Linked DNA regions of Mus musculus: all the other regions are linked to region 1. Evidence: chromatin contacts called from public Hi-C data. All regions are on one chromosome and are shown on one strand. The core of a region is the stretch at or near the end of the contact, and the rest is flanking DNA. Distances in the headings are between cores, read along the strand shown.

Region 1 (4,624 bases), core at 1,457-3,956:
TATGCCGGGGCCTAGCAAACACAGAAGTGGATGTTCATAGTCACCTAATGGATGGATCACAGGGCTCCCAATGGAGGAGCTAGAGAAAGTACCCAAGGAGCTAAAGGGATCTGCAACCCTATAGGTGGAACAACATTATGAACTAACCAGTACCCGGGAGCTCTTGACTCTAGCTGCATATGTATCAAAAGATGGCCTAGTCGGCCATCACTGGAAAGAGAGGCCCATTGGACACGCAAAATTTGTATGCCCCAGTACAGGGGAACTCCAGGGCCAAAAAGGGGGAGTGGGTGGGAAGGGGAGTGGGGGTGGGTGGGTATGGGGGACTTTTGGTATAGCATTGGAAATGTAAATGAGCTAAATACCTAATAAAAAATTAAAAAAAAAACAAAGTACAACTTAAACTCATGCTTGCCATCTTCGTCCTATGTTTTCCCATTTCTGCTACCGCTCCTAAGCATCCTTCTCCTTGGTGCTTCTATGTACTTGATTCTTTCTCTTTGTCATCTTCTTTTCTCCTTCCTCCCTCTCCCTCCCTACTTCCCTTCCTTCCTCTCCACTCCATCCCTCCCTCCCTTCAAGTATACACAAGATTACATAGTATCTTTCTTTCTGTGTCTGACTTGTTTCATTTAACATGATGTTCCCTAGGCTCATCTATATTCCAATCAGTAAAATCTTGACACGTTTTAAGGCAGCCTGTGAGCATTTCTAGAAACTTCCCCAGGCCTGTACTGAGGCCCACTGTTAACTCTGGAATAACTCTGGAGCTGTGGAGTTAGTTAGAGTTGGTGTTTGGTCCTATCAGGCAGTCAATTATCCTCTGGCGAACTCTTATTTTCTGGATCATTTCTAGGTTTACAAGATGAACTTTTCAAGGTCCATTTGCAAACAATTCTACAGATGCGGCTGCTGTAACTCACACTCATCCCTGGCGAGCTTACTGCCGAAATGAGTATTCAGGGTTCTGTTGGATAAATCTTTTAGAGCACTGGTTCTTAATCTGTGACCCCTTTCTATGGTTTACATCCCCTTTGGGGTGTTGAATGACCCTTTTACAGGGGTCGCATATCAGATATTCTGCATATCAAATATTTATATTACAATTCATAACAGTAATAAAATTATAGTTATGAAGTAACAATGAAAATAATTTTATGGTTGGGGGGGTCACCACAACACGAGGAACTCTACTAAGGGGTTGATTGCAGCATTAGGAAGGCTGAGAACCACTGGTTTAGAAGCACCTAAGGCAGTTCAATTGAGGTCTTCATGCATTTAACTGAAGGCTATCCTTCCAGGCTATGAAGGGGCGCGGTTGTAGCATATCACTGGCCCTTATTGATTCTCCCTCCTGGGGGAATATATTTTTTTTTATGTGAAGCAGAAAGTCTATTTTCCTTTCATCAAATGAACAAACATACCCTACAAATTGTGGAGAAGAAAATGGTCAGTGGAATTGTTCTCTGTTTGCTTCTTAGAGTTGAAATCCTTGCTGATGGGATAGGTAGGATTCATGGAGTGTAAGTACAGGTTTTAATAATATATATATATATATATATATATATATATATATATATATATATGTATTAATGCAAAAGAGGAGCTCATTTCAAGCTCAAATGCTATTCTGTTTTACCTTTCTGACCTTGTAAGCTTGATATCTCTCTCTCTTAGAATCTCAGATCTGAACATTCTTGCCCCTCCCTCTCCTCGAACTCCTCTCATGCCCACCCCCCAAATTCATGACCCCTTGTTATCTGTTTTTATCTATCTATCTATCTATCTATCTATCTATCTATCTATCTATCTATCTATCTATCTATCTATCTATCTTTTTACCTACCTACATACACACACATGCCCATTTACCATTGCTTGTATGTACACGTGTCCAGGCCTGACCACTCAGAATGGGACAACCTATGCAGGAGCTTGTCCCTGGAGGGAACTGATTCCCCTTTCAGCAGCCATTGGCCATTTGTAGCTCTTCATCTAGGTGTAAAACCTTTGGAATTTTCCATGTTGGCTTGTCAGTTGCTAATGTGACTAGGCTTGTCTTTTTCAGTATGCCTGGCTTTTCAATTTGGATTCTGGGGAATCCATGCTTATGTGACTCTCTATTTTTCTTGATGTTGGCCTTAGAGATATTAAAAAAAACAAACAAACAACAAATGACTGGTAGATACTATTTTAAAACTAGGCTACCCAAGAGACACTCAAGTCTCTTCACATTTTTGCATCCAGGTGCCATAGTATATATAGCTATGTTGCATGGCCTATGGTCCCAGATCTTCAATGCCCCTCTATACCCTCTGCTAGGAAATGAGCACAGGCCTGTTGCATATAGTAAGCATGTGCTCTAACCACTGAGTTACACCTGCAGACCTCACCTCAGTGCTTTTGAAGGTTCTGGTTTGGGGACCTTTCCACGGTACCTTCTCACTTGCCATTAAGGCTTATCTCCAATGAAATCATCTCAGCCCACAGTACCACCACAGTTAGATACCGACTGTGATAATACCTGCTTCGTGCACCTCAGGAATTAGAGGACCGGAGGCGATGGTTTCTGTGATGAGAGTGCTGGAGAAGCTGGGCTGCTCCCACCCGGGCTATGATGATGGTTCTTATCATCCCTGGACTGTCTTCAGATGACTAAAAATATCCACCACGTCTGGGCCTTCTCAGCATAGTTTTATCTCTCTTGGACTTCCCCATGCTGGCCAAGAAGCCTGACAGTTTAAGCAGCTGAAGAATTTGCTGGTAGACAGCACTGTTGCTGGTGGAGAATGCCTGGGTAATGAATTACCTTCTTTAGGGTCCCGACGGGAATCTGGTACCCTGGAAAGCGTTAATTTACTTCACTTGAATGAACGCTTTAGGCCCAGCTAGCATTTCATTTGCCCAGGCAGCCCATTGTGATGATGACATTAAATAATCATTATCATTACGTGGAAATCCTGTCACCTTGGGGATTTAGAAAGTGTCTTTCAAGTCACACACACACACACACACACACACACACACACACACACACACACAAGCAACCCAAATGAGCAGAGTGTGAAGAAAACATTTGTTTGTAATTGTCAGCATTTGGCAAAGGCAGGAGATGAAAGAAAGAAATGAACTATGGCTTTGGATTCCTTCCAGGGTGTGTGTGTGTGTGTGTGTGTGTGTGTGTGTTTTTCCAACTCCAAATCATTGGAGATGAGGGAGGGAAGCCTTCCTGTCCTGGTCCATGAGCTTCAGGGAGGAAGCAGGAGTCTTCACCTCCCTTATTCCTTGGTCCAGGAAGTCATTTCAAAGGGAGCTGCCTCCAGGGGAAAGCAAGAGCCTATTGGCCAATATTTATTTATAGCCCTATACCCTGTAAACTTGTCTTCTTGTAAAAAATTAAGAGCAAAAAAATATTTGCGCCCTTGTTTGCCTGGAGCCCCTCCAAGCTGACCTGTCTGCTTTCTTTATTTCTTATGCTGGTTGCTCAACATCTTTGGTCTTGACTGAATTGGTTTCACTCCTAGGCCCTCCCTCATTATTAATGTTGTTATTATTGGGCAGTTCTTCTATGTTTGCAGTGTCCTTGAGAATCTTTCCTTCCTTCTTTCTTTTTTATTAGCTGATCTTTACAACAGCTCAGTGAGGTGGATCAGCCTCACAGACTATTTATCTAACAAATGGCCCAACATTTTCTTTCTTTTTTTTGGCTTTTGTTAGGATTTATTGCAACCATTTTATTATTTTTCTTTCTGATAGCCACCCTTCTCCAAGACCCAACTTCCTGCTCTTCCTTGCACTGTTCCATAAGCCAGAGACTTGTACCATTCTGGCCTTGCTCTGCCCCTTCCTGGCATCTCACCCTCCTCAAAGTCACTGTTGCTCCTCCTCTCAATGTGGTTAGAGCCCAATTAATCTAAGGCAGGTGTGAGCCATGGGCTTCCTCCTCAGGTTCTTGCCCTTCAGTGAATCTCTAAGTGGCCACAGACTGTCACTTGCTGCTTCTGTGGCTGGGTATATATTGGCTCTAAGGTGAGCTACTGGAACGTCAGGCTTGGAACTGGTATGGTGACAGTTAAGGGCATCGATCCTCATTAACCAAGAACTAGTCAAGTCTTCTGAAAACTTAGGATCATCGGCATCCCCACCACCAGGAGCCATACATGCAAACTATGATCTAATAAAGAATGAACTGAATGGCTGCCACTCTCAGTCTTTCTTACTACTATCACCCAACCTGTCTTAGTATGTCTCCGTCTGTGTATGTATTCTTATACATTCTTTATGTCTGGAAACTCACAAACAAGTAGGATCCCCAGAAAACCATTTTAAGCTTTGAATTCTTGACCTGTATATCAATCAGTCTGTCTTTCCATTTCTCTGCTGTGATTCTACCTATTAAACAACTTGTCTTTCTCACATGCCAGCCCCCAAGAGCAGAGGTTGTATCTTCTTGAATGTTCCTTTAAATAAATTAGGAACTTCTTTTACGAATGATAAAGTTTCCTAAATCAGTGAGGTCTTTATAAATGTGAGTTTAAAAATGAAAATTGTATTAATTTATGCATACAGCAATGAAGGATAGACTTGAGTCCTGTTATAATGGCCAAGAAATACCTTTCCCTTT
Region 2 (4,624 bases), core at 1,169-3,668, 480 kb after region 1:
TTACAATTTGACCCTGGAAATAGGATGTCTAAAAGACTAATCAAGTATGAAAAGAGGGGGATTTGGAGAGAACCGTATAAGAGGAATAGCATGTGAACAGGAAGGCAGCCACTTATGAGCAAAGGAAAGAAGTCTGTTGACATCTTGATTCGGCCTCCTGAAAGGAGAACTGTGAGACCATGAGATTCTGTCCGCTCTAAGTCATTGTGTTAGTGATTACTCAAAGCCACTGGGATTATAGGGGTTTTAGTAAATGAATCCGTGGTTAGTCATTTTCTTCCACCTCTCTCCTATCTTGATGGTCTTGGATATAGAAATTGGTGTAGTAAGGCAGAGGAAGGAGAAGGAACCCTTGAGCATGAAGGCATCCGGATTTTACATGCCTCCCTATCTGCTGGCATCAATGGCGTGTATGATGAAGATGAGGCCCCTGCTTTTGTGGTGCCCATATTTGGTAGGAAGAACCAAGCTGAACAATTGATAGAGAGTATGTGTTCTGTGGCAAGGGTATGTGTATGTACACACACACACACACACACACACACACACACACACACACACACAACACACCTCTGCAGTGGAAATCTCTGATAGGGACCCTGTTTTTTGGGGTTCCAGAAACATTTCTTTGACTGAAAGTGGCATTTGACCTGAAAGTTGAATCTGAGTTAGCTGATGAAAGGGAACAAGACTAATGAAAGACAGTGAAGGCAATGTTTCCAGGCAGAGGTGGCAGCCAGACCCCTGGCTTCGCATGGGACGAGGGAAGAAAGCTTGTTATTCCTACTGGAATTAATGATGCTACCCCAGAATCCAAATTCAAAGCAGGTAGAGCTATTTGATGGGAAAAGAAAAAAACTCCTCAGCCATTCTCCTAATTTGAGTAGTGGTGGGGTTGGGAGGCACCCTTGACATTGCAGGGAAAGCATTTGGCTGGCTTACATAACCCTACAGCAGTCTACCCAACACCCCGACCCAGCGGTCTGGTCTTGCAGCACACGTTCACAGCTTGGTATGGGAGCTTCTCAAAGTATTTTCACAGAGCCAGACTTTGTGAAGGGGCCAACTACCAAAGCAAACCTCACGGAGCTGATAGAAGAATTGTTACAGCTTGTCCCCTGATGGGAAAGGCCACTCCCTCCTCTTCCAGTCCCTTCCAAGAACCTGAAAACTGAAAGGGCCTTTTATGTCTCTGATAGATGGTTTGGCAAACATTTTCCTTTGGAATCACAGCCTACCTTACTTGCCTTCTGCTAATCCCCTCTCCCCACACTGAAACACGTTGTGTCTCCTGGCAACAGGGCTGGAGGAGGAATGGATGGTTGTCTCCTAAAGGGGGAATGTTTTAGAGGTCACTTCTGGGTCCCTGTCCTGGCCTTGCCCTTAATTAATCTAGCTGCTAGTTGGAAATCACCTTTCGACCCTGATATAGCTGTCTCTTGTGAGACTAAGCCAGTGCCTGGTAAACACAGAAGTGGATGCTCACAGTCAGCTATTGGATGGATCACAGGGCCCCCAATGGAGGAGCTAGAGAAAGTACCCAAGGAGCTAAAGGGGTCTGCAACCCTATAGGTGGAACAACAATATGAACTAACCAGTACCCCTGGAGCCCGTGTCTCTAGCTGCATGTGTAGCAGAAGATGGCCTAGTCAGCCAACATTGGGCCTTGATCTTGCAAACTTTATATGCCTCAGTACAGGGGAACACCAGGTTCAAGAAGTGGGAGTGGTGGTGGGGTATGGAGGACTTTTGGGATAGCATTTGAAATGTAAATGAAGAAAATACCTAATTAAACAAAATTTGGAAATGGAAAACAAAACAAAACAAACCAAACAAACAAACCAAACAAACAAACAAACAAAATCACTTTTCATCCTTGAGCCTCAGTTTCTGAGCGCAGAAATTCACTATGGGAGCCGAGTGGAGCGAGCACGTGAGCAAGACAAGGTTGGGCTGCTTTGTCTACCCATCAACATTGGGATTCTATCTTCCCTACTACTGCCTCTGTGCTTTCCTTCGTCCTCCTCACACCAACCACAACCTTGGTGCTGTCAGAGATCAGCCAAAGCGGCCTTTGGCAGCCTGGGGCAGACATACTGCTGCCATTATGAGTAGGGGAAAATGGTAACTAAACTTCTTCCCCTTGTTTGCTCTACCTTCCATGATTCATCACAATGTCCACTTCCCCCTTCTACAGATCTCCCACCCCTTTCCACCCACAAATCCATCCAAAAAAAAAAAAAAAAAAACCCTTCTGCCTGGAGGGGAATTCAAGACTTATTTCTTTAATGGTCAGAATTGTGCTGGGTCAAGGCTTTTAACTGTGTATTTAATTAGTCATCTGTACGCATGCAACTCAAAGGCGTTCAGCTGTGCCTTTTTATAGGATTAATAAAGCCGGTTGTAAATCACCTCTGCAGCCCATAAAAGTATTTATAGCAGCTTTTCTCTCCCCCTGCCATTACAGAAGCTCTGTTTGAACTAGCTGAGGTTTGCACGGGGATAGTTCTACCCAGTTCTAGAAGGAAAGCGTTAACAATCCTTTCCTGGCAAACCACAACTTCATCATTAGGCAACGTAGAATGTACTGGAATGTTAAGCTCCAACAAGGACATTCCAGGGTGTGATTGCCAACAGCAAGCCTTCTGTGTTAATGAAAAATCAAAATACAAAAAAAGCCAGTCAACTACAAGCACAAAACCTTCAGTGGAACTTGAGAAATGGGACCAGAGTTGGGAATCTATGGCTTCCTGACTTCCATAAACCGTAACGGGATTTGGCAAGCTCTTCCCCAAGCCCATGCATTCACAGTGGCCAAACACCTATGCAGTCCCCACAGCCAAGTCCATGCTATCACTCAGTCTGCGGAGAAACAAGCAACCTTTGTCTGATGGGCATTCAGAGCCTTTGCAGGTGAAATGAACATTACCAAAAAAACCTGTCTCTTGTGTCAGCTTGTGAAGGCTTATTTCTCATACCACCTTTTTCTGCCCAGAAAGAAACAATCTCAGTTCTTAAGAGACAACTAGCCTCATGCCATCTCCCCAATTCCTTTTCTCTGCATGGCCCACTTGACTTCAACCCCCCCCCCCCCACACACACACACTGAATGTCACAGCATTGATTAGACGTTGACTTCAGAAGTCACTTGTTGCTTTGAGGCTACCCAGGGCAGAAGCAGCCATAAGTTTTGGGTTTGCAGATACATGTTCTAAAATCTTGCCGTTTGCCTCTTTTCTTCACGGGATTAACTGTCTGATGATTGGCAAGCTCTCGGCTGAAAGAAGAGCGGTGGAGAAAAGAGAAAAGAAACAGGATGTGCAGGCGACCATACCCCCGGAATGAAGATAAGCTGCACCAGGTGGTTCAGGAACCAATTGCAGAGATAGGTTTGCACTTGGCTGAAGATTGATTGGGACTTCCTCACAGACATAGAGGGTTCCCTATGTCACTGGCTATCTGGGGCCAGCCACTGTGTCCCTGTAGTGGCTCCTAGTGCTTATAAACTTCAGGGACACCTAGGCTGTCGCTTGGAGTCCTGTGGGATTTTTTGTATGTATTAAAGAGGAAAGTACTGGACCAGCTGTGCTAATGGAAAAGAGGCACAGGGGCCCTGCCCCTTGATATTGGCCCCAGGGTAGATGTGACTGGGATCTAGTTCATTGACTCTTGAGACTTTAGTCTTGGAGGCTGCCTTGAGTCTCTTTACATTTTATGGGTTGCCTCCTCTATGGCTTTTTCTTCTCCTCCTCTTCTTCCTCCTCCTCCTCCTCCTCCTCCTCCTGTTGCTCCTTCTCTCCCCCACTCCCTTCTTTCCTATTCCTCTTCTCTCCCATCTTCTTCATTTTCTTCCTTCCTTTTGGAAAAGATCTTTTTGGGAAAATATCTTAGATGACTTTCCCAATATCTGACCTTCAAATATCTTTTCCAGGACTGATTCTTTTTGAGAAGAGATTCATTATTATTATTATTATTATTATTATTATTATTATTATTATTTTAAAGATGGGATATCTTCTTCAAAGGATATGTAGAGAAGAAATGCAGCTTTTCCTCTGGGTATATAGTTGGGCTGTTTTAAACTATTTTTTCAGTTAATAGAGCATTTGATGCTTCCAGAAAAGACATTAGTGACAGAATCATTTGCCTGCTTTTCTCTCAGAGTTAGCCAAGAATAGAAAGCATTTTGATGTTGAAACCAAAAACTTAGTTTTATAATCATCTATCATTGAATTTTCTTTGGTTATTAATAACTTTTAACAAATTTAGTGCACTATAATTTGTATCTAATAAATGTCACCTGTTTTAACAATCCAGTGCTTTTGTCAATATACCGAGTTAGGCCGTATGCCAACCATCCAATTTTAAAGAATTCCACCCCTGCTGTGAGATCTCCTATATCCACCTCCAGTCCCAGGCAGTCACTAACTCACTTTCCAGCCTCACCTTCTTTGAGATATCTCATGTTAATGGCTCCAGTATGTACCTTTTGTGTCTGTGCTCCTTCTAGGTGAAATAATGTCTTTGTAGTTGACCATTTTATCTAAGTAGTTTACTCCTCTGTGCCGCAGAGCATGTCCTGTTCTGGTGTATGTGCCATGTGCTGCTTTTTTGTCCATTGCTG
Region 3 (4,624 bases), core at 1,238-3,737, 360 kb after region 1:
TTCATGCCTTCTTTGATGAGTGATCTATATCTGATTACCAGGAGTCATTGATCATCCTTCTTCACTTTCTAGTTGGAAGGAGGAGTGAAATCAACATCACTGGCTCTGTTTTTCCTATATTCATGGGCATTGCTCAGAACTTTCACACTAAGCAAGAAGAGGGACATCGGGGTCCTCCTAAAATAGGGACAAAAATAATTCATAATGGATGGGAGTGTAGAGTTTGGGAAAAGAACCAATCTGCCTTCAGTGGTAAAATCTCCATTGTTTTATACCTTTTGAGACTATCTCATTTTGTGTGTGAGGTTTAGGGGACATATTCCTAATGCTACTGTGGTCTCGATACTCAAGAGATCATGTGGAAATTTGCCTTTTGTGCCAAGAATGTTTCCAAAAGCTGGAAGAGTGAAAATCTCCCTGAAGTTCTTGAACTTACTTTCTTTCCTGTGGGTTTTCTTGTGGAGGGTATGCAGTCATAACTAGATTTTAAAACTACACATGTCTCAAGTCTCACTTAACTCTTCAGACCCATGAACTGGATGTGTTTCTAACAAGAGACACACCGGGTGGGTGTGTGCTGGGTAGTAAGGGTTGAGGGTTTAATTGCTAACTGGTGGAGAAAGGTGAACAGTATATAACAACCATGGGGGTAGGAGGCATGAGACCCAGAGATAAGATTTATTTTAAAACCTCCTGAGCCTTGGCTATTTGTCTGTACAACAGAGATCACAATACTGACTTTCAGAGGTCTGGAGAAGGCTTGAGTAATATAGTGTGTGTGGATGAAGTGCCCTGGGAACTGCAAACCATTTTACACATGTAAATTGTGGTTCCTGGACTCACATTGGATCGAATAGTTCTTGAAAACAAAGCAGTCTAAGTCTGGTGCTTTGTGAAACAGATATTCCTCATTGATTTTTTTCCTAATGGGATTTAATTTGTACACTGTTGTGTCTATGTGTTCAAGATATGAGTTGGGTGGAAAAGACCGAAACTCAGAAGTTGAGCAGCATCCCCACCTTGAAATGTAGAAACTGCTCAAAAGCCTGAGCTTTCATCATGGTAACCTGGGAAACAGCTGTGTGTAAGGTGCTCTCACCTGATGGGCTAGTGGGTTCCACATCTGCCCTCCAATTATTTGTCACCTCTCCCAGTGCATTTGAGCCACCTTTACTTGTATACAAGGTTTGCAGAGGACCATGGTCGTGACTGTTCTGAGTTTTCAAGCCTTCCAGAAAGAGAAGTGGTTTGGCATCTAGGGAATTATTTTTTTTTATAATTTCTACCACTTAATGTTCTCTCTCTCTCTCCCTCCCTCTCTCTCTCTCTGTGTGTGTGTTATGAGGGGGTTGATTTAAGCACTGGATTGTGTAACTGCCTTAATTAAGCAGTATTTTCAGGTAGGAACTGTTAATACCCCTTGTTTGTAGATAAGGGGAATGAACATGGGTAGCTTTAGATCAATTGTTCTGAGTCAGGAAATCCGACAGTGCAAGTTAGGAATATGTGTGGGCATGACTGGCTCTAACGGCTTCTCTTAGATCAGAATACTGCTCTATGTCTGGCTGGGCTAGGGATTTCAAGAAGCCAAAGGTATTGAGTGAGGTGAAACTTGACCTTGGAGGTATCTCCCTCTTGCCGGAGATAAGAGAGGCACAGAACATGTAGCATCCACCCCGAGGTGCTGATAGATTGGACCCACCTTCAGCCCCCAAAGGAAAATGTCACATGATGAATCAGCAGGGCCTAGATTGTCTATACATAGCACATGAGTGCTGGTCCCTCTGCTCCACACTGCTTTTCAGGTGCAATTAATCATTTCAGCCATTTGCTCTAAAGAGAAATGCCCAGATTTTAATGTCTGTGGCTTAGTGCAGGGCTTGGAACTTCTCCTTGGGTTCTCTTGAGTCTTACTTCCTACTGAGCATTCAGAACTTATAGGCATTGTTTTCAGAATGAAAAGAGGGAGCGAAGGAAGGGAGAGAGGGAAAATAAGGAGGGAAAGAAAGGAAGGAAGAAAAGAAAAGAAAGAAAAGAAAAGAAAAGAGAAAAGAGAAGAGAAGAGAAGAGAAAAAAGAAAAGAAAAGAAAAGAAAAGAAAAGAAAAGAAAAGGAGTTAGCTTAAGCAAGCAGAGGAGAAGGAAAGGGACAGGAACCTGGGATTCAGGGTGGAGTCAAGGAGAATGAAATGGAGGCTTTGGACACCTCCTTACCCACCCTATGCCATCTCATAAATCTTTATATTTCATTTCACTAAATGTGGCAGAAATACAACTGCGCTTGCACATAATTGCTGCCATTGAAGGAATCCACCCTGGCATACCCATTTGAGTTAAAAAAAAAAATAACCCATGTAACCTAAGAGCAAATCAGAGGCTGGACTCTCCGTGCCAAGCATAATCTCAAGCAACATTTAACTAGGTTCAATATTTATTTCCCTGCCTTGCCTCACTTTGAAATGATCTGGACTCAGTTCAGAGAGGACCAGCCCTGATTTTATGGTGCTCTTGGATAGCTTCCAGCAGCATGAGGGCTCAGATGTCAGGGAGTTCCAGAAAAGTGAGATCCTTGTAGATTTCACAATGTAAGACACCCTCTCCTGCTCACATTTTGCAACACGAAGGCCTTTTCCTTGATGTTATGACTTTTTGAGAGTTGTCTGAGCACCCTTAAATAATATCTCTCCTGCATGTTCCAACTTCTATCTTATCTCTAGGGGTGGAGTAGATAAAATTAACTTTGTTAACAGTGTGCATAAGTAAAAAAAAAAAAAATCTCAAAAAAATCTTCAAAGACCATTGACCAGTGTTCAAATAGACGACATGCTGCCAGCCATTGTGGAAGTCAGACTTAGAAGTTTCAACCTACATTAAGTAGCAGGTAACACTCAAGCAAGTTTGATGGATACAAGGGACACATCAAATAAAAAGCGGCCAGTTCTCAAGCTTTTGTACCTCAAATAATCAATAGAAAAGCCGGGCAATTTTAGTGTAAACCGGAGCTGTATCTTAGGATGGCAGGACTAACTTCTAGCTCCCTGTTAAAGGAGGGACTAGGCTGACACCGAATGAACTCACACTCACCCGTGACATTTATTATAGCGGCATGACTTGGTTAAGTGAAGTGATTGATACCCTCCCTTAAAAATGAAGCCTTTCATATATTTTTAGTTTGGAAAAAGACTCCAGGACCTTACTCTATAAAATAACATATTTTCATTTTCTTTATTTTACTGTCATCTGTACAAAGTGAGTTTTCATCTGGCTTAACCGCAGGAACTCAGGAGACTGTGAGGCCTATACTCATATCCTAAGAGCATCTTTTATTGACCATCAAGAAATCTGTGGGCTTCTCTAGGTGTGGAATTGGGAGAGTTGAGGGAGATAATGCATTTAAAGCAGCTAGTAAGATATGCAGGCATATAGTCAAGAAATGCTGGGCATACTGTTATTAAAATAATAATTGTTAAAGTTATCTTGATTCTTGATGTCATAATTCCATAAACCATTAGGCTATTAACAGATGTAAAAACAATCACACCTATTGTAGATGTTTATGTTCCAGGCAGGCAACATGGCTAATACTTTCTTTCTCTTTGGATTCTCATCACCATCCCCAAAGTGTATGAGCTTTAGAAAGGAGGAAACTGAGGAAATGGAAGGAAACTGTCAGGGTCTGGCTGGCCTCCCTGTGCCGTGTCACGCAGATGGTTGGGTTTTGGCCCGTTCTATCTTTGGATGACAAGCAAACACTGACACACTTGGAGGGGGTTACCGTATCTCTTTGGACCTTGGGCTTTTCATCTGTCAGGTGAGAAGGTAGAGTAGGGTACAGGAGATATTTTCGGGCTCCAGGACTCTAACAGAGTCAGTTGTTGAGAGATACAAGCTTGGAAAATGTATAAACAGGGTTTTATGTGCTTGGCATGGAGCTTGTGTGCGCGGATAGCTTGCTCTGCTCTGTCACTTCTTCCACTCAGGCTGAAGGGGGGAGTGGTGCTGCATTTCCCATGATCCTTAGCGTTCTCTCTCTCTCTCTCTCTCTCTCTCTCTCTCTCTCTCTCTCTCTCTCTCTCTCTCTGTAGGCTCTTCCACAGAAGAAGCTGTCTGCTTCCTCAGACACATCTGCAGTCTACATGGTTGGTTTCACAGAAGTAGTGAAATCTTGAGTTCTGGTAAATCTTCATGTCCTGCTTCCAAATTTGGATCTACAGAGACACTTAACAATAGCTCCTTCTTTTTAAATCCTAAAATAATTTTCCCTTCCATTCTGGTAATAATAGGATTAAAAGAACATTTGATTATGATTAAAAGAATATATTTATATTTGGTCCTCACACTTCAGGGGGAACAAGAAAAAAAGATTGGATACTTTTGTTGTAGGATATATATATATATATAGTTGTTGTAGGGTTAGTATATATATGAAATACTATATACATATATGTGTGTGTGTATACACACACACACACACACACATTTCAATTCTGGCCATATATTAAGCAGTTTACAGATATAGTATATTTGCAGTGGTGGACAAGGCTAAGGTCCAGTGTCTGGAAAATGGTAGGGTCTAGAGGTGATAGTAGGGACTTTGAACTTTAGAGTTTTTGTGGCACCAAGCCC

What was found. A called contact is a pair of places that touch in the nucleus more often than the background predicts.
Region 2: a contact with region 1 is called in a Hi-C map of uterus, with 12 times the contacts expected there. The contact joins two enhancer-like sites. A contact is called at or near these places in 5 of 484 Hi-C or Micro-C datasets (all in uterus), 1 of 115 datasets of contacts at active chromatin or transcription factors (fibro-adipogenic progenitors) and 1 of 9 other capture datasets (embryonic stem cells).
Region 3: a contact with region 1 is called in a Hi-C map of uterus, with 2.8 times the contacts expected there. The contact joins two enhancer-like sites. A contact is called at or near these places in 8 of 484 Hi-C or Micro-C datasets (liver, nephron progenitors and uterus) and 1 of 115 datasets of contacts at active chromatin or transcription factors (fibro-adipogenic progenitors).

The regions. Positions count from the first base shown.
Region 1 is chr13:100,947,780-100,952,403 of GRCm38.p6, forward strand. No RefSeq gene overlaps it. Among named protein-coding and RNA genes, the nearest start is that of Gm41042, 47 kb to the right of the region's middle. Within about 2 kb of position 2,707, at least 13 of the 459 cell types and tissues checked have an H3K27ac peak or open chromatin away from gene starts, as enhancers often do. A contact at or near this core is called in uterus, where this site is marked.
Region 2 is chr13:101,425,568-101,430,191 of GRCm38.p6, forward strand. No RefSeq gene overlaps it. Among named protein-coding and RNA genes, the nearest start is that of 4922502H24Rik, 30 kb to the left of the region's middle. Within about 2 kb of position 2,419, at least 38 of the 459 cell types and tissues checked have an H3K27ac peak or open chromatin away from gene starts, as enhancers often do. A contact at or near this core is called in uterus, where this site is marked.
Region 3 is chr13:101,309,629-101,314,252 of GRCm38.p6, forward strand. No RefSeq gene overlaps it. Among named protein-coding and RNA genes, the nearest start is that of Gm36427, 6.1 kb to the left of the region's middle. Within about 2 kb of position 2,488, at least 20 of the 459 cell types and tissues checked have an H3K27ac peak or open chromatin away from gene starts, as enhancers often do. A contact at or near this core is called in uterus, where this site is marked.